3 separate regions of the Sus scrofa genome follow, and all the other regions are linked to region 1. A link is a contact called in public Hi-C and HiChIP or PLAC-seq data. All regions are on one chromosome and are shown on one strand. Each heading gives the region's core, a stretch centred on a gene start, on an enhancer-like site or on the middle of the called end of the contact. The rest is flanking DNA. Distances are from core to core; before and after follow the strand shown.

Region 1 (4,467 bases), core at 1,110-3,609:
TATTTACAGAATATTTAAGCAGCCCAGGCTCCTGCAGTCTTGCTTGGCAGGGCAGGAGGGTAAATAGAAAGCCAGGAAGAAAGAGCTGGCTCTGTGCAAGGTAAAAAAGATAGCTGCCAATGGGATGTGATGTGGGCAACTCCCCACTCACTCACTCCCCCAAATCCTTCCCCATCTCTCCTGTGTTAAAATTCTTTACGATTAGAGTCACTCCATTGGATTCAACATTGTCTCCAGGAGGCCTTTGTTTAAATGCACAAAGATTACCTAGAAGGGATAAGCATGCAATCCATCCCTATGTATTAATCCAATATACTAGCTGTTGCTCAGTAGAATAGAACCGAGAGGGAACATGGGATAGGAGACAGGTTATCTGTGAGAGCAGGTGAGGAGAAGGGGGAAAGCAAGCCTTATAGGGCAGGAGTCAGAATCAGTATTGCACAACTCCAGGAGGTGCTCTTTACACTGAAACAAGGTGACCAGCTTGTCCCTGGACTTCCCTGGCTTTAAAACTGAATATGTTGTGTTCCTAGGAGCTCCCTCTGTTCCAGATAAATCAGGATGGTTGGTTATCCTACCTCTAGGGCGGCGTAGAAGGAGCTGTGGAGTCCTTACTGTAATTTATACAGCAGGCAGCTGCCTGGATTCTCTCTTCGGACGTGTTCCTCCCTTGCCTATGAATCCTCTGTGGCTCCTAAGGGCTCGCCAAACTAGGTTGGAACTGTCCTTTGTGGTGCTCAAGTTGGCCCCAGCCTTGCTTCCTCACCTCACCTGATCCATCACTCTCCTGCCATGAGTCACCCCAACCAGTCACCGTATTGCAGACCCACTGTGCCTTATCCTCTCTCTGGGTTAGAGGAGGAGATTTCATAGAGCGGGAAGACTACTTCTTGGAGTATATTCAACTTGTGTCAGTAGCAAAAGAGTGAATTCTGGCCATTATGGTATAAAACTCATCTGACCCCCTCCCCTGTGAGTTGGGGCTTGGGGATATGGCCACTACTTTGTGTCTAGAGAAACCCCACGTACCCCAGAGAGCCATGGGACACTTAGAGGAGGAAGGTGAAGCCACCAGGCACATGGGGCCACCCAAAATGAAAATAAAGCCTACCTTCCTTCCTAAGCTCTTTAAACATTCCATGCACGCACACACCCCTGGACAGATCTCCTCTATATTTCTGAGCAATAGATAGGATGGATGGCATGTCCATCTAACAGACGAAAAAAACGAAGTCCCAGGCAGAGGGTCCTACTCAATAAAGAAAGGTTTCTAGGTGAGGAGGATCAGGCACTGTGGTGGTGAGTGTCTCATGGCATGTCGGTGGCTGGACCATACTAATCAAGGTCTTCTGCCTTATGTCCCATGATGTTTGCACTTACTATCTGTTAGGCACCCTGTTCATCTCATAATAACAATTATAGCCAGAGTCGTGGAGGACTCTATTACCTGAAGGTCCCTCTACTCAGTTTTGGATGTGCCTTCACTTCATTGCTCAGAGAAAGCTTTGTGGTGTGGGCACTACTGTCGCATACAGGGGAGGACACTGAGACTTGCAGGGCCACTCAGCTCACAAGTGGGGGCTTGGCCAAGGCTGGTCATGTGCATTGCTGTGGTGTGGGGAGCTCTCACTCCTGTAAGGAGAGCAACATGCCAGTTTTCTGCATGTCAGACTCTCCAAGCTGTTCCTTCCCAGTGAGCAGCACTCCAAATAGGAGAGGAAGGAGACCGCTCTTGATGAAGCATCTTCTGTGGGCCAGGTGTGTGCACCTATGTTTTCCATACCACCTGGTGAAGTAGCCGCAGTTGGGTCCAGAAGAAATCGAGGCTCATTGGGTTGACGTTATTGGCCAAAGCTGGCACAGCTGGTGTGAGGGGAGTGGAGACCTGGCCTTGGACGGTGATGCCACATGACTCACTTTTTCTGCCGGTTTTGGCTCTCCCAGAGGACAGGCGGTGGGGAGGGTTTGCGGCAAGTCTTCAAGTCACATAAGAACCCCAGGAGCAGTTCTCCTGCGGCTTGGTACGTGACCTTAAGCACAGACTTGCAGGACAGGAGCCAGAAAGCCACTCTCCTACCCATTGTTGGGCAGAGGAGCTGGGGACAGGACCCACGGCCAGTCCAGCTTAGTCCCGCTGCCCATGATGGACAGCAGGTGGCGCTGTGGCCCCGGTTTAACAAGGACAGTGGGAAGGTGGAAAGGAGAGGGGGAATCCAGAAAGAAAAACTAGTGGAAAACAAGGATTTAAAAAGAAGAACAATTTGTTCCAAAACATTTGCCTTGTAACGGGGTCATCTATAAATTCTGGGATTTCCTGTTTGCCGCTGGGCAGGCTGGCCGGCAGGCAGTCCACTCTCTGACTCTGCAGTCTGGAAGAATCATTCCAGCCCAGCTCTTGAGCTCAGAGCTCCAGCCTCCCCTGGCCCAGATTGGCTCTGAAATTTCCCGGCTTTTGTGCCCATAAGCAGGATCCTGTGACAGCAGGTCTCCTTGAGCCATGCTCCAGTTTCCACGGCGGTGGGAGGAGGAGTGAGATCATGGTCATTTTTAAAGGAGAGCCTGTCTTCATAATCTCCTTGTGTTCTCCGTGCTGCCAGGCTTGTTTTAAGGCATAAAAGAAAAGACTCAAATGAAACAATCGGAAGTGGATCCTTTTATTTGTATTTTTCATGGTTAGGATTTTGTGTGTATGTGGTGAAAACACTTAAGATAGATGTTTTTTAGCAAAGTTGAGATATGCAATACAGTACTATTAACTAGCAGTATTATTGCCTAGGTCCCCTAACTTATTCATTTTCTAAATGAAAGTTTGTACCCTTTGACCAACATCTCCCCATTTCTTGCACTCCTCAGCCCCTGGCAACCACCATCCTAATTCTGCTCTCTGTTTCTGCAAGATCCACCTTTTCAGATTCCACATTTAAGTGAATGCAATGTGCATGCAATATTTGTATTTCTGTGTCCATTTTATTTCAGTTAGCATAATGTCTTCCAGGTTCTTGTTGTTGCAAATGGCAAGATCTCCTTTTTATGGCCTAATAATATTCCATTGTGTATGCCACATTTTCTTTAGCCGTCCATATGTCAGTAGACACTTGGGTTGTCTCTATATTATGGCTATTGTGAATAATGCTTCAGTGATCAGGAAAGTGCACATGTCTCCTCAAGATCCTGATTTTATTTCCTTTGGATGGGAATGCTGGGTCATATGGTAATTCTGTGTTTAGTTTTTTGAGGAAGGAGGTGGCCTTTTTAAAAAGGAGAGAGCTATCCTAGCCAATATGGGGATGGAAACATTTCATTGGAAAAGGAAAGAAAATTCTTTTTTAACAGCCTGGTGGAACTTGAACTAAGTCCCAAGCCATCAATGAATGAAATACTAAAGAAAATTCCCATCTACCTAACCATGTATCCACCTATCTATCCATTCACTTATCCATCCATCCATCTATCCACTCATCCATCCATCTACCTATGCATATATCCATCCATCTACCCATCCTCCATCCGTCCATCCATCCATCCAACCATCCAATTGCTCACTCATTCTTTTAGCAAGCAGTTATGGAGTACCTGCCATATGTTTGTACCTCATCCTGAGATTAAGCCTAGCTCAGCTCTGTGGTTCTTCCTGGGACCAGTGCCACCCAAATGACATACAAGTAGCATCTGGAGATGGGATCCAGAAGGTGGGCTTGGGAGTCCTGGACAACAACTCTTGGGACCTTTAGTGAGGTTTGCGACATATTTGGCCAGGGTAAGGGGTACAGTTTGTGGCTGAAAACAGAGTTTTTCTCTGAATAAGTCAAACGAGCCTGTCTGGGATCAAATCCATGAGGGCTGGACAATCTGGTCCCAGCAAATTAAAACAACATGGGCACCAGCCAGCTACATTTTTGAAAACAGTATTTGTGTTGTTTTAATCAAGGACACCACCTCCTCTGTCCTCTGCTCTTAACAACAAGCTCTGAATTGAAATGGGGCAGAATTTATGAGAAAAGAAAACAATTTAGGGGCATCCTGGCACAAACTCATTTTCCTTCTCATCAGCTTCACAATTTAGGGACCTGTCTTTATCTCATGTTGCCCTTCTGTCTGCCAGCTTATGAGATTAATGAGCCCATGTCTTAAGTGATATAAGAACAACACTGCTCTTTCCATATGGAGCTGAACCCAACCTGTTGGAGAGCCCCTCTTAACCAGGGTCTTGGTTCCTGCAGTGACTGTGGGCAGCCAAGGGGGGCAACTTGAACCCCAGGCTGGGTCTGTGTATTAACTATGTCTTATTTCCTGTATTCTGATGCTTTGAACATCTTGGGACCTTGCTACCCAGTAGGGATTGCCGCTCCCCGGCTTAGCCAACTCTTGGGTATAATGAACAGTTCACTAGGAAGCATACCTTTCAAATGCAAACCAAGTGATCCAGAGCTCCTGGTCTCCACTCCTCTCCTTTCTGGGGCTCTCACC
Region 2 (4,130 bases), core at 797-3,296, 400 kb after region 1:
ATTTTCCAAACAGAAGATAGGCAGAGAAATCTTAGGGAAGTAGTTTGGTCAGTTTTGGGGGAGTTATGCTTTTTACTGTAAAAAAGACAGAAAGAGGGGAGTTCCCATTGTGGCACAGTGGTTATCGAATCCGACTAGGAACCATGAGGTTGTGGTTTCGGTCCCTGCCCTTGATCAGTGGGTTAAGGATCCGGCATTGCCGTGAGCTGTCGTGTAGGTTGCAGACACGGCTTGGATCCAGCGTTGCTGTGACTCTGGCGTAGGCCAGTGGCTACAGCTCCAATTGGACCCCTAGCCTGGGAACCTCCATATGCCATGGGAGCAGCCCAAGAAACAGCAAAAAAAAAAAAAAAAGAAAGAAAGAAAAATGAGACTTGGGCACTTAGGGAGTAGAAATTATAGATACTGTGTTCTGTAGTAGATATCATTTTATTCCAGATGATAAGAATTATATAGTATGGTGCACATCAGACTTCTTTCCAAAACACATTGTTTAAATGCATATTAGGGGAGTTCCCACTGTGGCGCATTGTATTAAGGATCTGGTGTTGCTGCAGCTACTTCTCAGGTTACAGCTGTGGCTTGGATTTGATCCCTGGCCCAAGAACTTCATATGCTGTGTGTGTGGCCAAAAAGAAAAAAAAAATTCATATTAGGGTTCAGTGGTCCTCTTACAGACACATTGAAGATAGGCTGCGTATTTCCTAGTTTCTAACCTGGTAGGTAGTACAGGTCAGCAAACTAAAATCCAACAGCTGAAAAATGCTCAAGTATTTTGCTATTTTACAAAAACTCATTTGCTCTACATAACCTTTCTTTTTTTTTTAAAGCTATTTTTAGGAAGTTTAGCTAAGTGTAATGAACCAGACTTTTTCATTTATTTGCTCACTTTTGGTTCTTTTAACAGATGTTCACATGTACAAATATTTTTGGTAGTTTTGTGGCACATTCTTGCTATAAAATAGAGTAGTGCCATAGAAAGCTTAAAAAGAGACTGTCTTTTTAAAAATGTTTAATTATACAGTCTGCTAACCTTGAAAACATATTTTCTCATATTTTGGGTTAACATATATAAGCTTTAATCTTTCAGTTCCTGGCTAACATATTTTTTTTCCTGTCAACTACTGAACTCCCCATAAACAATAACCCAGCAACATATATTCATGAGTCCACAAAAGACAGCAGTTGTTGGGTATGTGGAGAAGTATCTCACTTTTCAAAATCCTGTAGGAAAATTGACTTTACATGTTGTCAGTATAATGTGGCTTATGACTTTTTCAGTTAAAATTGAGTCTTTCATATTTATAATTTGAACCTTTGCTTGGGTACAGTGATTGATGGAAGGTAGGGTAATATAAAATAATTCTTCTATATTCCTGTTTTTAATCAACATTCTGTTTTTTGCTTTTAGTTTGAAAAAAAAGCCAGTGTTCTGTTTTGGCCTGGCATTTTATGTAAAAGAGGATAAATTATTTTGTCGTGAAAGTAAGATAATGGAAAAAAGAAGGGAATGAGTATTAATGTTCAATTTTGTGTCCTATGGTGAAAGGAGTGGAAATAAAGAGGTCAGTAATAATTACAAATAAAATGACCGAAGAAATTCTGTAATTTTTACCTGTAAAGAATTGGGTAGATAGAACAAGACTGCTTAATAAGGGCCTGTTCTATTTGTCATAGACTGAGTAGCTTAAATACAAGCCAGGGTACCCAAGAAGTCTCAAGGATAGGGCACTGTGCCTGGTCTAAGAAACCTTTGTGTATGAACTCATCATAGCAGTCATCCCTCCTCTCTCTCTCTTTCTCTCTGATGTTATTTTTCCTACATTTGCTATTTTAACCTGTCAGTTAGGAAATAATTACTATGTCAGTATAGCTGGCGGCTTATATAGGAAAAATATGCTGTCGCTTAATCAAAGGTGATTATAGTTTTTTCCTGTCTATAAATGTGCTTGTTGTGTAACGAGAATGCATTAGTCTCAGCCTGATGTACGAAATGAAAGGCAGCAAGAAGCAGCACCATTGTTATCACTCCAGGCGTGTCTAATGAATCGTGTTTCCATGTTCTCTCGGTCACGCCGTAGAGTGCCCTCCGCCAGGGCTAAGCCTCCTGTAAAATGCTCTTTAAGATTATTGTAGCAAGAACAGAAATGCTGGATGGGTGGGGGTGGGGAGAGAATGCCAACTAGACAGCTGCATTTCAAACAGTTACAGCTGCAAGGATTACTCACTGTAATAGCAGTGACAGACAACTGTTTGAGCTTTAGTGTAAAAGGCAATTTGGGGACTTGCCCTGTCAGAATCTGGTGTGTGTGTGTCGGGGGCGCGCGGGGGGGGGGGGGGTTGGAGAATCAGGTTCTGTCTGATGAGGTGAAGGAAATATTTTTAATTTTTACTGCTCAATTGTGCTACTGTTGAAATCAATAGTTGAGTCATCTTGATTACAGTCATTGTCTTAGAGGAAGTTTATAAAATGTTTGTTTTGTAATATTGACAGATTTAAATATAAACATTCTAACTGAATCACATATCTGGTTTTCCTCTTTCTTTCTTTTTTTTTTTTTTTTTTTTTTGGTCTTTTCTAGGGCTTCACCCTCAGCATATGGAGGGTTCCAGGTTAGGGGTCTAATCAGAGCTGTAGTCACCAGCCTACGCCAGAGCCACAGGAACTCGGGATCCAAGCCTCGTCTGCGACCTACACCACAGCTCATGGCAACACCAGATCCTTAACCCACTGAGCAAGGCTAGGGATCGAACCCTCAACCTCATAGTTCTTAGTTGGATTCATTAACCACTGAGCCACGACAGGAATTCCTGGTTTTCCTCTTTCAAAATTTAATTTTATCTTGTGATTCCTATCCTTGATCATTCTTGTAATTTATGAGCAAATATTTTTTTAAAGCATGTGGCTGTTTAGTAAATAATAGCCATTAAAAGCATATATTTAAATATGATGTGTCTTTCAAAAAGTAAAGCATGTTCATTAAAGAAAATTTCTAACATGCACAAAGAGGTAAAGAAGAAAATAATAGTCATTCAGCAACCAAAGATAAGTTTATTTTGATGGCTGCCCTAGGCCTTTATTTATGTGTATTTTATCTTTTGTCTTTTTTTTTTTTTTGTCTTTTTGCTGCTGTTGTTGTTGTTGTTGTTGCTATTTCTTGGGCCGCTCCCGCGGCATATGGAGGTTCCCAGGCTCGGGGTTGAATCGGAGCTGTAGCCAACGGCCTACGCCAGAGCCACAGCAACGCGGGATCCGAGCCGCGTCTGCAACCTGCACCACAGCTCACGGCAACGCCGGATCGTTAACCCACTGAGCAAGGGCAGGGACCGAACCCGCCACCTGATGGTTCCTAGTCGGATTCGTTAACCACTGCGCCACGACGGGAACTCCCTGTTTATGTGTATTTTATAACAAAATTTAGAGCATATCATTAGCTTGAAAGGTAAACAAAGTTATAATCTTTGAAAGGAATAGCAAATGAGGGCAAGTTTAGTTCTAAGAAGTCAGTTAAACGCATTGTACACAATTTCTTTTTCACGGTGTAGCTATTAAAGTAACATTGTGGCCTGTTTTCTCTATAGCAATTGTCTTTTGAAGATCTTGTTCAGTTTATCTAGAAATTTAGTTTTTTAGTCTCCTGCAATTTAAAATGTAGTGGCTTTACATGGAGTCCTGTGATCCATTGAAATGCTAACTTGGGTCATGTCTCAACTGCTACAGTGCTGTGTAGAAACCATCATTAAAATTCTGGTTATCTTGAAACTGGCAGAGAACTCATGCTGTTAGAGATTCCTTATTTAGACATTATACTGTTAAAATTTTGAGTCACAACTGTGTTTCTGTCTGAATATTGTCAGTGCTCGTAATCATAGAAAGTGGCAAATAGGTTGAAACAAATGGAGCATTTTGCTACATATCTTCTATCCCTAACTCTTATGTGATTGAGGAATCGACAATGGGAAAGTTAAAATCCATTTCAACATGGATTTGTTAGGTGACAGCAAATATTCTAAACCCATGAGCGACTCAAGGAAATCAGAGCTCTAAGTGGGTTGAATTTGATATGTAAGTATTAAGTCCATTTAGTTATTAATGACTTCAAATATAGATTTTACAAGGCAGTCGATGG
Region 3 (4,361 bases), core at 887-3,386, 460 kb after region 1:
GTTGTTTAAATTTTATGATTCTTAAAATTCATCACTCCCCCCACCCCCAAGGAAAAAAGTTAAATAACATAGTTTAGAATAGAGTCAACTACATATGAATATAAAAAATCCCTGTCAAGGTGAAATAAAATTATTTGGAAAGGAAACATTATAATAATCTGAGAAAAGTATGTGTTAAAATGGAAAAAGCATGAAACTGATAATTTAGAATATATATTTAGAATATATGCACTGAAGTCAAGTGTGGAATGAAACATCCTCATCAAAGGTATATACTCCAGTAAAATTTATTTATCTTGGTTATACTTTAAGGCCTTAAGGAGTTCCTACTGTGGTGCAGCAGAAAGGAATCCTACTAGTATCTATGAGGATGCATGTTTGATCCCTGGCCTTGATCAGTGGGTTAGGGATCTGACATTACCGTGAGCTGTGGTGTAGGTCGAAGATGTGGCTTGGATCCCACGTTGCTGTGGCTGTGGTGTAAGCAGCCGACTGTAGCTCTGATTTGACTCCTAGCCTGGGAACCTCCATATGCTGCAAGTGTGGCCCTAAAAAGCAAAAATAAAATAAGGCCTTAAAAAAATCCTATTGAAGCAATCAATGATGATTTATCTATCTTTTGGTGGTTTCATTAAGATTTTTCAAAAAGTACTTGAAAACAAGCAGTACTAAAGAAAAGCAATAGTCTGATCATGATAAATATGTCAAGTATAAGTCCCAGAAAATACTAAAAATGAACATATTAATTAGACCCTTCTCCTCTGTGCTCATGGTTGATCAATAAAAACAGGCATTATTTATGAAGAAAAGACTCAATTTCATTCAGGTTTTACAGTAATCTTTACACCAGACTTTATAAGAAAAGTGTTTTGTTCATTCATCCTGTTTCTTAAATGCAGATGAAAACAAATGGGAAGGATACCTACACATCTATTGAAGAAGCAAAAATAAAAATAAAAATAAATGGACAAAACCAAGGCTAGTGACATTTAAGGATAAATAACAATTATTTATTGTTAGTCTGTTTAAAAAAAAATGTTAGAAGGGTCCAGTCTTTCTAAATAGTGATATAGTACACAAAATGAGATCTGTAAAATTCATGTTATTTTTTTCATCTTGTAATACCATTTTTGACATATGGTATTATGGAAAAAGCTTTTTTTCATAATGTTTCTAGTTGCATAATTTATATTTAGTCAATAACAAAAACCTACCTCCAATTTTCAATAGCCAAGCAAAAATACTTTTTCAATATGAATTTATATTTTCACTATTGAGATTTCTTAGATAATATCTAAAATGTGCTTCTAAGTGATCAGGAATACCAAATGTACACGATGCTTACATTAACGTAAAATAACTCGTTAAAAATGGTAAAGGTTCTATACAGATCTTCTTTCTGGGTACCAGTTTCTTTGTAAAATGAAGGTGTGGGACAAAATGACCTCTGGCACTGATTCTTTGAAGTCTATGAACCAAGGATAGCAAGAGGTGATAGATTCTTACAATTATTTTTTTATGGCCATATAAAGTTACCCTATTTCTCCCCCACCCTAACTTGACTGATATTTGATTGATACTTGACTAAAAACTAATGTGTTGAGCACAGTGCCCAGTCTGTAGGATTTCAGTAAGTGGATGATAGGTAGATGGATGTTTTAATGACTGGTCCTCTGACAGTTTTTTATTTCTTCAAAAATTTTTCCAGCTGTATTGAAGCATAATTGATGTTAACTAGTTTTTATTTCTTTTGTAATGCTGGTTAAATAAGGAACAAATGATACTCGTGAGTATTTCTTTCTGGTTAGCCTTTTATGTAAATGAAATAATATCTTAACATTTATTAATTAAAGTAGTAGTATTACTTTTCTAAGCATTTTTCTCAGATTATTTAATCATGGTAATCTTATTAGGTAATAATTACCCTCAGTTTATGGATGTAAAACCTAATGTGCAATAAGGTTAAGCAACCTACTCAAAGTTAGCTAGCAGTTTAAAGGAGGCTAGACTTTGAGCCTGCTTTCATACCTTCTGCTTTCTCATAACTCTGCTCATACCTCATTGCTCTGGACTTGGATAGGTTCTGATAGGTCTTGAGACTCTGTAGCTTGGACAAGAATGTGGGTCAGGCAGTTCAACATGTTGTTTTGGGAACCCACACCAATTAAAAAAACTGGTCAGGACTTGGAACAGTGAAGGAATCTAGGCTAGGCATCATCATTTAGAAAAAAAAAAGACAAATGCTGGGATTGTTCTAAACGAAAAATGATGAGTTTGGCCAACAAATCTTGGTTCCAAGTATCAACTTTAATAGGGATGTTCAGGATTCCTTTGGCATTATTTTCCATTTCTACCACTAAATTTCTGGCTTATAAGAAGCATCTACCTTTTGAACTGCTGGGGGATAAGATATCAACTCTTCAGATGAGATAGAGCCTCTGTATTCCTTGGGCTTTGAGTTTTTCTCAGTCACTTTTGGGAAGCAGCACCTTTATTATTTTTTTGGACTGGGTCATTGCATTAGTGCTGCATTCTTTTGAGTACCTTGGCTCTTGTGTCCATTTTATTTCCCATGTTATAACCAGAGCTCTCAGGTTGTTAATCTCAAATTGGGGCCCTGCCTTTTCTTCCCTCATTAGATTTTTATACCTTGGAAAGATATACTCTTTTTTTTTTTTTCCCCCTTGTTTTTTGGCAACCCCCACAGTATATGGAGTTCCCAGGCCAGGGATTGCATCTGAGCCAGAGTTGTGACCTATGCCACAGCTGCGGCAATACCAGATCCTTAACTCACTGTGCTAGCCAAGGGATTGAATCTCCATCCCTGCAGCTGCAGAGACACCCTTGATCTCATTGTGCCACAGCAGGAATTCCAACATATGTTCTTTTATTTATTATTATTATTATTATATTGCCACACCCACAGCATATGGAAGTTCCCAGGCCAGAGATCAAGTCTGAGCTGCAGCTGCAAGCCAAGGAAGCTCTGGCAACACCAGATTGCAGAAACTCCAGCATATGCTTTTTTATGTGGGTCACCATGAGTACATAAAAGGTGATGCCATCGCTAGCATATGGTTGTGCACAACAGTAATAGACAAGTATTGCTTTAGATTAAAATCCTAACAGTTCCCTAGAGAGCAGAGACTGAGTGTACTTAAAATATAGAGTTAAAATCCAAAACACTGACACTCTGAAAAGCATATGTGGGTAGTCAGTTCAGGGTAGTACATTAGAATTCAGATTTCTTGAGTAAAGCTATTGTCAATCCTGAGGCAATAAACAGGCAGCAGGGGTCAGGAAACAAATTTATAGGCCAGTGATTCTACTGTCCTCTTTGCCACAGCATTGTCAATATTTTCCTATCCACATTTGGGTTTATGCCAAGGAGGAATTCTTTAGTTGGATGTTTTAGAAATTCTAAACCATATTTCAGGACTGTTTATATTTGAAAAGTGTTAGTGTTTGAAAAGCGGTAATCAGTAGAATATAGTCTTGCAGAACAGACTATCAATAAATTCTTAAACTGCTATTTTTTTAAAAGGGCGTGTTAAGACTGTGTCCTATAAAATGAGCCTTGATGTTTTGGGGATTCTTCTGGCTTTGTGTTGTCAACAGTGTACTTGCTGTGTGAGCTGTCAGACACATCTGAGGCCCAGAAAACTCCCCAGTGCTAGATTAACAAAGCACCCCACCACCCTTATCCACATATCACATAAGGGGGCAGTATATAATTTTTGGTGAAGTTCCCTTATTTGATCTTCCCTCAAATTGATAGGCAAAAATGAATTTTGTTTTAAGGGTCCGTTCCGTATTTGTGTTTGTGAGAGTGATAGTTGAACACGGTCTTGGTGAATAAGACTGATTTTAAGTCAAATACTTTCAAATATCTTTCCATCTAATCCCTCAGATAGTCTAAAGTAATTTAGAAAATGAAATTCATTCATGAATGATCCCTGTGTTGCCATTTGAGTCTGTGTTCTGAGAATTTGCTAAAAGCTTTGTGTTCATTTACTCACTTAATCCTTCATTTTAATCCTATAATGTAAGAACTGTTATCTTCATTTTATAGGTGAGAACACTGAAGTGTCCATAGTGTTTTTTCATAATGAGTGGCGTAGATAGTCATGCTACAGATTCAGATTTCTGCTCTAAAATTTGTGTTCTTTACTCCTATGGTTATATTACTCTAATGAAGAGGTTTAAAGGAGGGGTAATGCATGAAAAATATTTGTTGTGTGCTTTTTCTCCTTCTTACTTGTTGAGTTCATCACAGACTATGTTCAAGTAATGTGTAATAAATATAATAGAGGAGATAAAGCATCTACTTCTTTATTTTGTAATCATTTATCGAGATTTAA

The links. A called contact is a pair of places that touch in the nucleus more often than the background predicts. HiChIP or PLAC-seq counts read pairs in DNA pulled down with a chosen protein or histone mark.
Region 2: an H3K27ac HiChIP or PLAC-seq map of skeletal muscle shows a contact between it and region 1, with 7 times the contacts expected there. The contact joins two enhancer-like sites. A contact is called at or near these places in 2 of 2 datasets of contacts at active chromatin or transcription factors (alveolar macrophages and skeletal muscle).
Region 3: a contact with region 1 is called in a Hi-C map of skeletal muscle, with 7 times the contacts expected there. The contact joins two enhancer-like sites. A contact is called at or near these places in 15 of 47 Hi-C or Micro-C datasets (adipose tissue, alveolar macrophages, embryonic fibroblasts and 10 more) and 2 of 2 datasets of contacts at active chromatin or transcription factors (alveolar macrophages and skeletal muscle).

The regions. Positions count from the first base shown.
Region 1 is chr14:35,812,137-35,816,603 of Sscrofa11.1, forward strand. The region is part of intron 4 of C14H12orf49 (UPF0454 protein C12orf49 homolog); the gene reads left to right. Among named protein-coding and RNA genes, the nearest start is that of C14H12orf49, 110 kb to the left of the region's middle. Within about 2 kb of position 2,360, at least 29 of the 83 cell types and tissues checked have an H3K27ac peak or open chromatin away from gene starts, as enhancers often do. A contact at or near this core is called in skeletal muscle, where this site is marked.
Region 2 is chr14:36,212,290-36,216,419 of Sscrofa11.1, forward strand. All of the region lies in intron 2 of MED13L (mediator of RNA polymerase II transcription subunit 13-like), which reads left to right. Among named protein-coding and RNA genes, the nearest start is that of MED13L, 150 kb to the left of the region's middle. Within about 2 kb of position 2,047, at least 18 of the 83 cell types and tissues checked have an H3K27ac peak or open chromatin away from gene starts, as enhancers often do. A contact at or near this core is called in skeletal muscle, where this site is marked.
Region 3 is chr14:36,269,650-36,274,010 of Sscrofa11.1, forward strand. All of the region lies in intron 4 of MED13L (mediator of RNA polymerase II transcription subunit 13-like), which reads left to right. Among named protein-coding and RNA genes, the nearest start is that of MED13L, 210 kb to the left of the region's middle. Within about 2 kb of position 2,137, at least 2 of the 83 cell types and tissues checked have an H3K27ac peak or open chromatin away from gene starts, as enhancers often do. A contact at or near this core is called in skeletal muscle, where this site is marked.